Regions from separate parts of the Sus scrofa genome. Here region 1 is linked to region 2. A link is a contact called in public HiChIP or PLAC-seq data. All regions are on one chromosome and are shown on one strand. The core of a region is the stretch at or near the end of the contact, and the rest is flanking DNA. Distances in the headings are between cores, read along the strand shown.

Region 1 (6,412 bases), core at 1,774-4,273, 140 kb before region 2:
AGTACCAACGGCATACATGAATATACACGAAGCACAGATAGTACACACATATATTAGGCACCAACTGTATATGTGTACGTATCCTAAGCACTGGCTGTGTGTAAACCAGCTGTGTACCTTCCCTTCTGTCTTCTCTGCAGAGGTTGATTGAACATGCCTGTCCTCTTTGCTACGTTTCTTTCTTCTGCCTTCTCCCCGGGCCCCCGTGATGTGCCTGGAATGTTGCATCTCTCTTTCATTTTTCACACGGGCACTGCAAGGGTGTGTGTTTGCACATATTGCAGTGAAAAAATCCACTGCAAAAAGCAGCACTTCCAAAATGTTCCTGGCCTGCCTTCAGTTAGATTTCAGCAGCACTGTCCTTTGATCTTGGTGACGGCAGCCCGTCTGAAGTTCCGTTCAACATCGAGAGCAAGAAGAGCATCCTTGCAATATTTCAATCGAGTGTTCAGAACACACCCATCCCAGAGGCTGAATCACATCATTACGTGCTGGGAGGGTTTCCTCGCCCCTGGAGCTGCCCGCGTCCATTTCTCCTTCAGTCCTTCAGCTAGTGTGGTGTTCGAGCCTGATGCCAGCGGGAGGATGACACTCAATACCCGAGGGCCAGTAGTGTTGTACGTTTGTCTGCACTAAGGGACAGTTATTTATTTCCTTTTAAACCATTTACTTGAAGTAGAGCTGATTCGCAGTGTTGTGTTAATTTCTGCTCTATGGCATGACTCACCATGCACAGGCAGGCTTCCATTCCCATGCAGGTCATCACAGAACATCGAGCAGGTTCTCTGTGCCACACAGCAGGGCCCCATGGACCACCCATTCCATGGACCAAACCGGGCCCCTGCCGGTCCCAAAGCCCCACTCCCTCCCCCCTCCCCCTTTGGTAACCGTAAGCCTGTGACTCCGTTTCTGTTTGTATTTCTGTGTTTATTTAAGCTACCGATGGTTGTCAATGAGTGATGGTGAGGGGAGGGTTTCAGAAGAGTTTGGACATTGCTCCCGACAGTGAGAACTTTACGGCAGCAGAGAGATGTGGTCGGGGCTCCGAGTGGGTGCCATTTGGATGGTGGCGGGTCGCTCCACGGGCAAGACTTGAGCGCGGAGGTTGTATGTGGGGCCAGCGTGCAGGGAAATGGGAGGTTGATGGACCCCGAGGTGGTCGTCTTAGTGTTTTCAATTCTGCACAGACAGGGCACCCCTCACTCCCTGGACGCAGGACACTCGGCGCCCCCACTGCGTCATCCACTCCGCCCCACGCCGCTCCCCCCGCGGTGATATTCTCTCCACTCCACCCACCATCCTCGGTCCACGCCTGGATCCTGACACTTGGTGTACAAGAACAAGCACTGAATTAGCTACCAAACTTTGTGATGCTTGTCGGAAGTTTTACAAGCTAGAAAAACACATCGGCCTGCCCTTAACTTGGCATTTGGTGTCAGCTCTTGGCTGGGGCTCAAAGGTTCAAGTGAGTTTTATGTCTTCCCATTATTTCTTTAAGGTGAAGAGATAATATTTTTAGCACTTTCCTAATGATCAACTGAATGTGGCATATTTACGCGTGGGGCGTCTGGCCTCTGGACTTATTTAATGTGACTTTGGTCCCGAGCGTGGTTTTATTAACATCCATCTCGAATTCCATGACTCCCGCTGTCTGCCTGGCTGTGGAAGGAGAATATAAATGGTAAATTGAAGATTTTTTAAAAAGATTTGGTCAATAAATATTCAGCATTTGATGGCGACTATGACTGGGTTTGAAAGTCTTTATTTTGGAAGAATATGGCTGCTCTTAGTTTTAGCAGTTTTCCCCCCTGGGTCATCACAAAGAGACAGTATCAGGGTTTTAAAGACGGCGATGTTTGCTAGTACTGCATTTAAACACAAGGAGCCCCCCCTTACTCTTTGGAACCTGGCGCACGGCAGGACGAGGTTTCTGTCGCCCCCCCCTTACCCAGGAGCCCCCACACCATTTCCCTCGGGGCAGCCGGACCCGCGGTTTCCTTTGTGGGAAACCCAGGTGTCCTATCAGGCCTCGATTCAGGCAAGTGCTGTTTTGCTGGTGATGCAACACACTGCAGGTCAGGACACACACAAGTCCTTCTCCCCAGATCAGTATTTGTCACCTGGAAATAAAAGAAAATGCCAGTGAGGAAGAACTTCCTGGAGAAAACTCTCCGGGCAGAGCCCGGAGGGGGAAGTGGGGACTCAACGTCCGCACCTGCCCCCCCAGACCCCGAGGGCAGAGGTCGGGTTTGGGTCTAATGGGCCATGTTCTAGGCCTCAAGGTCTGCCCTGTCCTAGAAAAGTTAATGAAAATAAACTAATTGAACACGTCTGAGGAAAGTGATCAAAGAACATCGAAAGGTCTGTGTGCTGGGTGCCTTTCATCTTAGAATAGAGGCTGTTAAAAGTTACAAGGGAAAGGCCAAACCCTTTTATTTATTTACTTATTTATTTATTTGTGATTTTCAGGACCGCACCTGCAGCATACAGAGGTTCCCAGGCTAGGGGTCTAATCGGAGCTGTAGCCACTGGCTACACCACAGCCACAGCAACGCCAGATCTGAGCTGCGTCTGTGACCTACACCACAGCTCATGGCAATGCTGGATCCTTAACCCACTGGGCGAGGCCAGGGATTGAACCCACAACCTCGTGGTTCCTAGTTGGATTCGTTTCCGATGCACCACGATGGGAACTCCCAAACCCTTTTATTTTTTAAGCAAATTTGATTTTTTTTTTTCTTTTAGGAAAGACTAGACAACAGTTGGCGACTTGTGACCACTTTCAGGTGTACTTTTGCTGGCTTAAGACTCACAGCATCCTTGGATATTGGGGAAGAAGAGTTTAGAATCAGGCGTAAATACTAAGACCAGTCATGTCTCAAAGGATAACACATCTCTTTCAAATGGGACTTTTAATATGGACCTGCTGATTTTCTACAGTAGGAAAATGTGGTTTGCTTAGAGCTCAGTTTATACTAAGAAAAAGGCACAGAGAAAGTCAGAGATAAGCAAGCCACTTCCTCTGGTGACTGTCAATCCTAAACCCTCCAGCATCTCGCGCCCCAAGGCACTGCCTCCCAGGGACAGCATTTGCAAATGTTCCTGGAACTTTCACTTTGGGTGGCGTTTTGCTTAATGAATAATGAAAGGGAAATTTCCAAAAGATCAGGAAGAGCCTTTTCTGTTTCAGTGAAAGAAAGCTAGGCTCTGTCTAAAAAGTTTCGTTTACTCTGTTCTTTATGACAAGCAACACAAAACAAAACAGAAACAAAAGCTAAACAAGAGCAAACCCAACCCACGGATGGACCTGTCTTTCATATTCTTTAGTCTCACTCACTCCTTCAGTGAGTGAAGAGAGAAAGAAAGAACCTCCATGGAAACAAAATACTAATAATCTGTATAATCACGCCCCTGGCAGATTACAGCTGGGGTTAGCCCTGTGTGCGAGATCTGTGGCTTTGTTAAAAACAAGAAAATCTTGTTCTGCTAAAAAAAATTTCCGGCTGCTATAGTTCTAAGAAATCAAGTAGCATTGACTAAATCCATTCTGTATGACTCACAGATATAGAAAACAAACTTGTGGTTACCAAAGGTGAGAGGGGAGCCAGGAAGAACAAAATAGGGGTATAGGATTAACGGGTCCAAACTGTGATGTATAGAATAGATAAGCAACGGGGACACAGCACAAGGAATACAGCCATTATCTTTTTTTTTTTTTTTTTTTTTTTTTTTTTGTCTTCTTAGGGTCACACCTGCAGCATATGGAAGTTCCCTGGCTAGGGGTTGAATTGGAACTGCAGCTGCCAGCCTATGCCAAACCATGCCTGTGACCTACACTGAGGCTCAGGACAACGCCGGATCCTTCACCCACAGAGCAAGGCCAGTGAATAAACCCACATCCTCATGGATACTAGTTGGGTTCATTACTGCTGAGCTATGACCTTGTAACAACCTATAATGAAGTATAATCTGCAAAAATACTGAACCACTCTGTTGCACACCTGACACTAATATAATATTGTGAGTCAACTAACTTCAATACAAAATGCATTCTGTATTATTTTAGTAAGGATCTAAGGCAAAATAGAAAAAGAAAAGCCTTCACTTATGATGTGAATTTTTAATCTCGTGTATCCTTTAATTCTCAGGTTCTAAAATGTGGCCATTATTTAAAACAAAACAAAACAAAACATTCATGTTACTCTTTTTGGCCACAAATATATTTATTTGTACTTCTACCAGGTAATTTTAATCAAACTGTATTTAAACCATGACTGAGGGCTAGCTAGTTAGCTAGCTAGGAAGATGGACAGTTACATGACGGGTTGAGAAAAACATCTTGGAATACTGCATATGAGCAATTTGGGCATATGGAGATCCTAGGCAATTTTCTTTGGCAATGGCTGCCTTGGTATCTAAGGGAATCAGGACATGGTTCTTCCACTTTATGCTAAATTTGTTAAATTTAATCTTTCTTATCTAGTTATAAAAGTCAGAAATTTCTGTAGCAAAAAGTCTTTCACGGCAAGCCCCTCCATTTTCAGTGAACAGAGATGCTTATCAAGGCAGCGCCCAGGTGTTCAGACAGAGCTGGTACCCAGATAATGGCATCAGCCTGGATTTGGGTTTTGCTAATGAGCATATTCTCTAAATGCCTTTAAAAAGCGAGTCTGATTAGAAAAAGGACTCCCAGGCATCCTTTTAAACAGTAACATATTTCTGAACAGGGGAACTTCTCAGTGAATTTTTTTTTTTTTTCAGTTGTGACTTGCTTACTGACCTATTTATCTGAATGACTTTTCAGTTGTTTGTGTTTAGTTAGCCAGCCTTTGGGGGGAAGGTTTATTTGCCCAAGATGGTATTTTTCCAGAGAAATGTCTAGGGGCCTCCACTTGAAATTTTCTCTTTTTTTTTTTATTGTTTCTCGGTGTGGCAGATCACGCCTGGGGGAGGAAGGTGCTGGTGGTGGGGTGATGGGAAATGATGGGGTGCCTGAGGATAAGTCAGGTCGGGGGACTGAGGCTCGCCAAGCTGGCTCTTGTAGGATGAGAGATAAGACAACGATCCCTTCGAGCAGAGGAGAAACTGAAACTGGGCTATGTTAGGAGGTGGTATCTTATTTTCTGAGATGAGAACTAGTGATTCCTTCCTCCGTGCCCTCAATCTTCCTCACAGGGACCAGGCTGCCTCTGCTCCCTGGCCCCACTGAGGAATGAGGCTAGCAGGTAAACACAGATTAAGAATTCTGAATTGCATAGACTTTGGTTCTCCAGTCCCTAAATTCCAGAAGTTGACTGTGCCAGGTGATTCAGAGGGGAAGCTTGCAGAGAGGTCTTCTCAGGAGCCTGCAGGAAAGGGTTAGAAGGGGGGTGTGATGGCCTGGACGGCTGAGACCACGGTCTTCTGTGACGGACTCTGGCCAGCAGACCGGCCAGCTGGCCGCTCTTTCCCTCTAAGCATCTGCTGCGATCCTGGGAGGGATCATTCTTACCAGGACGAGCTGGATGGAGTCTGGGTTCCAGAGCCAGTAGAAAGGGCTGTGTGCGTAACGTAACTAGATGCTCGTGCACGGCACCCGATCTAATCAATTATTCTTTCCCGACCAGTGCAAAGGTAGAACTTCCATTCAGAGTGAAACTTATTCACGAACAATTTTGAATCCCTTAAAACATAGTACATGGTACTCCCCCCCACCGCCTTCTTCCCCCCCCGCCCCGCGCCCCGCTTTTCTTACTCGGTTTTTCTTAGCTTTAGTTCCTCTTCTGAGCTTCATATCCGTTCTTGGAGGAAAACCACAGCGATGCTGATGTAACTGTCCAGGTGCTATTGGTCTCATGACTTTACGATCTTCCAGAAGAACAGCTTCTCGTCTATCAGAAAGAAGGCAGGTCGGCCCTCCTGGGGGCTGTCATGCTGCTGGAAAACTCAGAAACTCTCCCCCACTGTGTCGGGCTCAGTCCCAGACCTGAGGATGGAGCCCTTGGTTCGCGTGGTCTGTGGAGGGGCTGGAGGCTGGGGCCTGGGGGCAGGTGGCGGGTCTTCCTCTGGGGCCAGTCTCCGCAGTGCAGGTGGTCACTTCCTGCATCCTGCGGCTGGACTTGAATTTGCATACATACCCTCTGAAATGGACTCTTGCCGTCTCTCAGCCTGGGCCCTGAATTAGGTCCCTGAGGAAGCCTTATCTTTACCCCTGGCTTCGTTCTTCACTTTGTATCCGTGTCTGACCGCTCACTTCCCATCACAAACCTGTCTTCTCTTTCCAGCAAGTCTTTCCCTCAGGGATCCACGCACTCGCGTGGACTTGGCGGTCTCCTCTATTGTTGCATCAAGTCTAACCTCTTTCTTGAGTTTTTAATCCTTATCAGACTTATCCACTTGGGCATATAATCATTACTTCAAACAACCCTTGCCT
Region 2 (5,881 bases), core at 1,073-3,572:
GCTGCCACACAGCAGAGCCCCCTCACAGCCTCCCCATGTGAACTGGTCTTAGGAGAGAGTTATTGTTGCCAAACTCGTGACAAGGGCTCTGAGGACTAAACAAACTGAAGGCAGAGAGAGTCATTCAGAGTGCGCTTTCATTCAAAGAGATCCATGCACCCCTATGTTCATTGCAGCACTATGCACAATAGCCAAGACATGTCCATTGACAGAAGAATGGATTCAGAAGATGTGGTACATGTATACAATAGAATACTACTCAGCCATGAAAAAGAATGAGATCATGCCATCTGCAGCAACATGGATGCAAACAGAGACTCTCATGCTAAGTGAAGTGAAGTCAGAAAGAGAAAGATACCGTATGACATCATTTATATGTGGAATCCAAAATATGACACAAATGAAACTACCCACAAAACAAAAACAGGTTCACAGACATAGAAAGCAGACTTGTGGTTGCCAAGGGTGAGGGAGAGGGAGAGGGAGTGGGATGGACTGGGAGTTTGGAGTTAGGAGGTAGAAACTATTGCATTTAGAATGGAAGAGCAATGAGGTCCTACTGCACAGCACTGGGAACTATATCCAGTCTCTTGGGATAGAGAAAAAGAATATACATATATGTATGACTGGGTCACTATGCTGTACAGAAAAAAAAGGAGCACAGCAGATAGAGTCCTGGGTGTCCAGGGACGTGAGAAGAATAAAAGCATTTTAGGAGAATTCCTCTGTCGCAAAAGGGAGATTCTGAAAAGCTTATGTTCCATTTGGCTTGTTTCAGTTTTGTGACTTTCATGCCTTGTTACCTGGAAACTTCCAGGCAGCAGCACACACTCTGGGCACAGGCGACTTGGCCTGCAGGGACGCCTCTGGGTTGCATCTCTATCCTTTGGCCCCGGCCGCAAGAATGAGGTGAGGGCAACCAATCTGGGACCATCAAGGGCTTCTCAGCTGCCGGCCCACCGCTGCCAGGACTTTCCCTGAGAAACGGACAGCCGGCAGAGGTGGGGTACAAGGCTCTTATCAGAGCAGCCATGCGGGAGCTCAGTCTCTAAATAAAAGACGGCAGAGGAGAGCTTGCAGGGCGGCAGTCTGAAACAGGGCTTAGCACATCTACTGGGGCGGCTTCCCAGGAGCCTGGAACGACGGACACGAAGAGACGACCCCTCTTAAAGGGCTCGCGTAGATCATTCGCGGGCTTTGACGTGGGTGGGACCAAGTGGGAGCGTGGAGGGAGTCACCTTGGAGCATGCGCCCCTGGCAGGCACGAGATCCTGTTCTGAGGATGCGAAGCTGCCCTCGTAACAGGAGGTCAGAAAACGAAAAGACGTGGGGGGGGGGGGCGTGATGGAGTGAACCCCGCCTTCAGCCTGCAAACCCAAGGACAGGAGGAGGACTTCTGTGCTGCCAAGTAGCTGCCTGGATGGTTTGCATTATTTTATTTTGCACATGGCACGCCTGCAAACACCACCGCGACTCACTCTGCGTTGATGCAAACATTTTTAAACATGACTTTTTAAAAGTTGAAGTGTAGCTGATTTACAATGTGTTCGTTTCAAGTGTACAGCAAATATACACAGACACATACATATATACGCATGTGTGTTTTCCGATTCTTTCCCAGAATAGGTTATCATGGAATCCCGAGCACGTTCTCTGTGCTCCACCGTATCTGTTTCATACAGAGTCGTGGGTATCTGCTAATCTCAGACTCCCCATCTATCCCTCCCCGCTTCCCCTTTCGGTAACCGTAAGTTTGTTTTCTATGTCTGTGAGTCTATTTCTTCAACACTCATTGCATGGGCTTCTTCGTTGAGGTACCTGTTCAGATCTTTTGCCCACTCCTTAATTGAGTTGGATGTTTCTGGTTGTTGTTGTCGCGTTTTAAGGGTTCTTTGTATACTTTGGATTAAGTTATTTATCAGAGATCTGTTTTGGAAATATTTTCTCTCAGTCTACGGCTTTTCATTCGCTGACAGGCGTCTCTTATAGAGGCTACGTTTACGATTTTGATAAAGCCCCACTTAGCGGTTGGCGTTCATGGCGCTCGCTTTCGGTATTTCCTCTAAAAGTCCTTTTGCCATCTCCACGGTGCCGTGTCTTCTCCTATGTTAATGTCTTCCTGGTGTGCTTCATTTTGAGGTGATAGAATATACAGAAGGTTTTCTTTTCAAGTTATGTATTTATTTGTCTTAAGAAATACTGTCTTGATCCTAAGTGGCATGAAGACGTGGCACAATTTTTTACAGAGTGCGTGCGGTTCTCTGAGTCATTTCCTCACGGAGCCCCCAGCTCACTCTTGCTTCCTTCTTCAGATCTGTCCAACAGGGTGACACATCTGTTTGTGGAGCTTTTCATTTCAATTAGTATACGTGTTACCTAGAAATTCCTTTTAGTTTGAAAAGCTGCTTGACCATGTTTGTCTCGTAGTATTTGTTCCCACAGAACTAAATATAGCACATCTACTTGTTTTACTTTTTCGTCTATAGTTCCACACCAAAAATCCTCTGCCAATCAATCTGCCATCTTTTTTTGCCTGCCTGCACCTGTTTACTTCCGAGGTCTGGCTTCCTCGAGGGAAAAGAGACTTTTGCAACTTTATCTGTGTTTGTTCTTTGAGGCTGGGGTTGAGTGCAAGCCCAGCTACACTGTGCCAAGCGCCTGGGGCTGCTGGATCCCTGGCCCACTTTCCTCGGAGGGCTCGCTGTGCGTTTTGTGGGTTCCCAGGCCCCATGAGGACTGGCCCAGGGCTGTCATTTCTTAGGAGACACTGCTTTTCTTCCTCCTCTCAGGCTGAGGTTGCTCAGACTCTCGGGTTCCAGGGAAATTTCCCATTAAGTGACTTATTCCGAGAGCTTGGGTCTTGGGCAAATGGCTGTCTCTGTGGGCGCCCCACCCCCACCCCCGGGGGGAGGGGAATGAGGTGAGTGCCATCGCCACCGCCACCCCGTGGAAAGCTGACCTCAGGCCCAGTGCACCTCTGGGCAGTGCCAGTCCTGTGCTCTGCTCCCCACTCATGCTCAGCTGCCTGACCTCAGATTGTGTCCACCTAACTTGCTACTTTTCATTAATTTTTCTAAAAAGAATGTAAATCCCTTATCCTTAATTTTATTTTTTTATTATTATTTTTTCATCTTTTTAGGGTCTCACCTGCAGCATATGGAGGTTTCCAGGCTAGGGGTCCAATTGGAGCTGTAGCCGCCAGCCTACGCCACAGCCACAGCAACTCGGCATCCGAGCCACATCTGTGACCTACACCCCAGCTCACGGCCACGATGGATCCTTAACCCACTGAGTGAAGCCAGGGATCGAACCTGCATCCTCGTGGATAATAGTTGGGTTCGTTAACTGCTGAGCCACGACGGGAACTCCTCTTATCTATTTTATGGTAGGACTTCTTGGGGATCCCACCTGTCTTCGCTCATCTAATTTACCAACTATGGGAACGGTAGAAATCTTGTATCCTTTTAATCTACAAGCAAAGCATCTCAGTGGCCTGGCAGCACCCTCGTCCTCTAACCTCATCGCCCTTTTAACATGTGACGTGGCTGCTCGTGTCACCTGCCTTCTTCAGTGTTTCGTGGGGACAACCACCAGTGTGCCTTCCCCTCAAGGGGTCATTCTGGCCTCAATTCCATGGAAGCCAGCAGATAGGACTGTGCACAGGCCGTTTATCCCAACTGTATAAAGCGCCCTCCTTACTCCAGGAAGCCTTCTCTCCTGGCTGGGAGGCACGGGGACCCCGCAGCTCTGAGATCCTCTCAAAGGGACACCGTGGCTTCCAAGGACTACACTCTTGGCCAGTTTCCCCACCAGACCGTAACCTGCCTCATCTGCAGAGTCACTGCAGCATCCTTGGTTTGGCGAATGACAGGTGTCTTCTGTACCTGCTGAACCCATTTCTAGGATTAAATGATCCTATCTTTGACTTGAGATAACTTATCGTTTCCCCTTTGTTTCATGAGGAAATCAGCTATTTTTCTGAGGGCTCAAATCAGAGCAGTCACACCCCATTTGCCTTTGATTTGCATCTCCTTTTGGGGAATTTCCACCCAGACTCTAGGTTCATGACGGCTCAATGATTATAAAGATTCAGGTGTCTTAGTTCACAGAAGGGTTAACTAGAAAATGAGTCTTCAAGTTGATATTTCAATTATAAACATAAAATCTACCTATCTTCCTTGTTAAGTACTTTAGTCAACTGAAGTTAGTCTTAAAATTAATAATTTCTTAGTATCTTAAAATTGCAGCAGGAACGATTGTGTTAAAAATTACAAAATTGAGCATTCACCTTTTTCAGCAGAGTCGCCTTCCATACAATTATATTTCACTTCATTTTAGCAAGTAGTGTGTGGGCAAATGGGAAATGATTCATTTCCTTGTGGCCTGACTTATGACACAAAAAGTGTACAGTTTTGGTAAAGACACCGAAATCATAGTTCTACTGACCAGTCTCAAAGTAAGACTGGCTGACATTGCAGAAACACGAAGCGTTTCTTGTTAGAGCTTTCCCATCAGCTGGCACGAAGGATACGGAAAGCCACCAGAATTCAAAAGGCCTGACGAAAGATGCAGGGAGTGCTCCCTCCTGCCGGACATGCTCTGTTTGTCTGTACTTCATGCTCCACCTGACCTCCTCTCTACTTGCCAGCCCTGGTCTCCGGGGCTCCCAGGCTGGTGCATAGACGGGCAACACTTTCAAGACCCCCCACGTCTTCCTGCTCTCAGCAAGGGTCCTTGAGGGGTTTCCTAACTCTAGATGTTCAGTCCTCGCTGCTATAAGAGCAGAGGTGAAGTGTGGCGGGTGCTGGCTAGCCCGGATGCAGGATGCTACATATAATAAAACCGTCACTGGGTTTGGTCCTGTCCCATTGGCATGGTCCACGTGCATCAACATTTGAGCCTGCGTGCCTCAGAACTGAAGGGGACTTGAACTTCAGGTTAAGCTGTATGGCCTCCACGTATATCACTTAGGATTCACACCGGGGGAGGGGGGAGTCATTTGGAGGATACAGCAAGAACACGGGAGTAAGGACTGTAAAAATAAGCCCAAGGCCAACTTAAAGATCACCTACCACTATGCAGGGATAGAATGGCAGATTGAGTTTTTTGTACCGTGACACAGGAACCATGGTCTATAAATGAACTGGTCCCTCTGTGCAGGAGGAAGGCAGAAGTGGCTTCTGGAAGGCAGGGGAGAGTCCCAGCAAAAGCAGGAGATACAAGGAAAGCTGTGAAGGTCTCCCTTTCATGCTGGTGAAGCTTCCACTCTGCCTCGGCACAATGATAAGCTCTAGGAAAACATGTGCCCGCTCGACTCCAACACCTTTGCCATGGAAGTGTCTGTACCTTGGCCTCCTAGACGAATCAGAACCCCAGCTGAGTTTTTTGTGTATTTAATCTGAAATGCGAAACAATCCATTCATACTTCATTAGCCATTTGGAAAACACTGATCAGAATGTCCCATCTTTTTTATAAAAAAAAGTAGTTTCTTTCTTTCTTTTTCTTTTTTTTTTTTTTTGGCTTTTTGGGGCCACACCTGTGGGCATCTGGAGGTTCCCAGGCCAGGGGTCCAATCAGAGCTACAGCTGCCGGCCTATACCACAGCCACAGCCACTCAGGATCTGAGCTGTGGCTGCAACCTACACCACAGCTCATAGCAATGCTGGATCCTTAATCCACTGAGCGAGGACAGGGATCAAACCCACATCCTCATGGATCTTAGTCCGGTTCATTAACCCCTGAGCCATGACGGGAGCTCCAAAAAATGTATTTTCAATGAGTGTTCCCATCAGTGTATTATCAACATGGCTTCCATGAAGTAAATCAATTTCCTTTAGGCTTCAAAGATGTCAGTCTGATTACTTTAAAAAAATTAAGATG

Evidence for each region. HiChIP or PLAC-seq counts read pairs in DNA pulled down with a chosen protein or histone mark.
Region 1: an H3K27ac HiChIP or PLAC-seq map of alveolar macrophages shows a contact between it and region 2. The contact joins two enhancer-like sites. A contact is called at or near these places in 1 of 47 Hi-C or Micro-C datasets (embryonic fibroblasts) and 1 of 2 datasets of contacts at active chromatin or transcription factors (alveolar macrophages).

What each region holds. Positions count from the first base shown.
Region 1 is chr10:66,347,167-66,353,578 of Sscrofa11.1, reverse strand. No RefSeq gene overlaps it. Among named protein-coding and RNA genes, the nearest start is that of KLF6, 140 kb to the left of the region's middle. Within about 2 kb of position 3,023, at least 23 of the 83 cell types and tissues checked have an H3K27ac peak or open chromatin away from gene starts, as enhancers often do. A contact at or near this core is called in alveolar macrophages, where this site is marked.
Region 2 is chr10:66,207,157-66,213,037 of Sscrofa11.1, reverse strand. No RefSeq gene overlaps it. Among named protein-coding and RNA genes, the nearest start is that of KLF6, 280 kb to the left of the region's middle. Within about 2 kb of position 2,322, at least 10 of the 83 cell types and tissues checked have an H3K27ac peak or open chromatin away from gene starts, as enhancers often do. A contact at or near this core is called in alveolar macrophages, where this site is marked.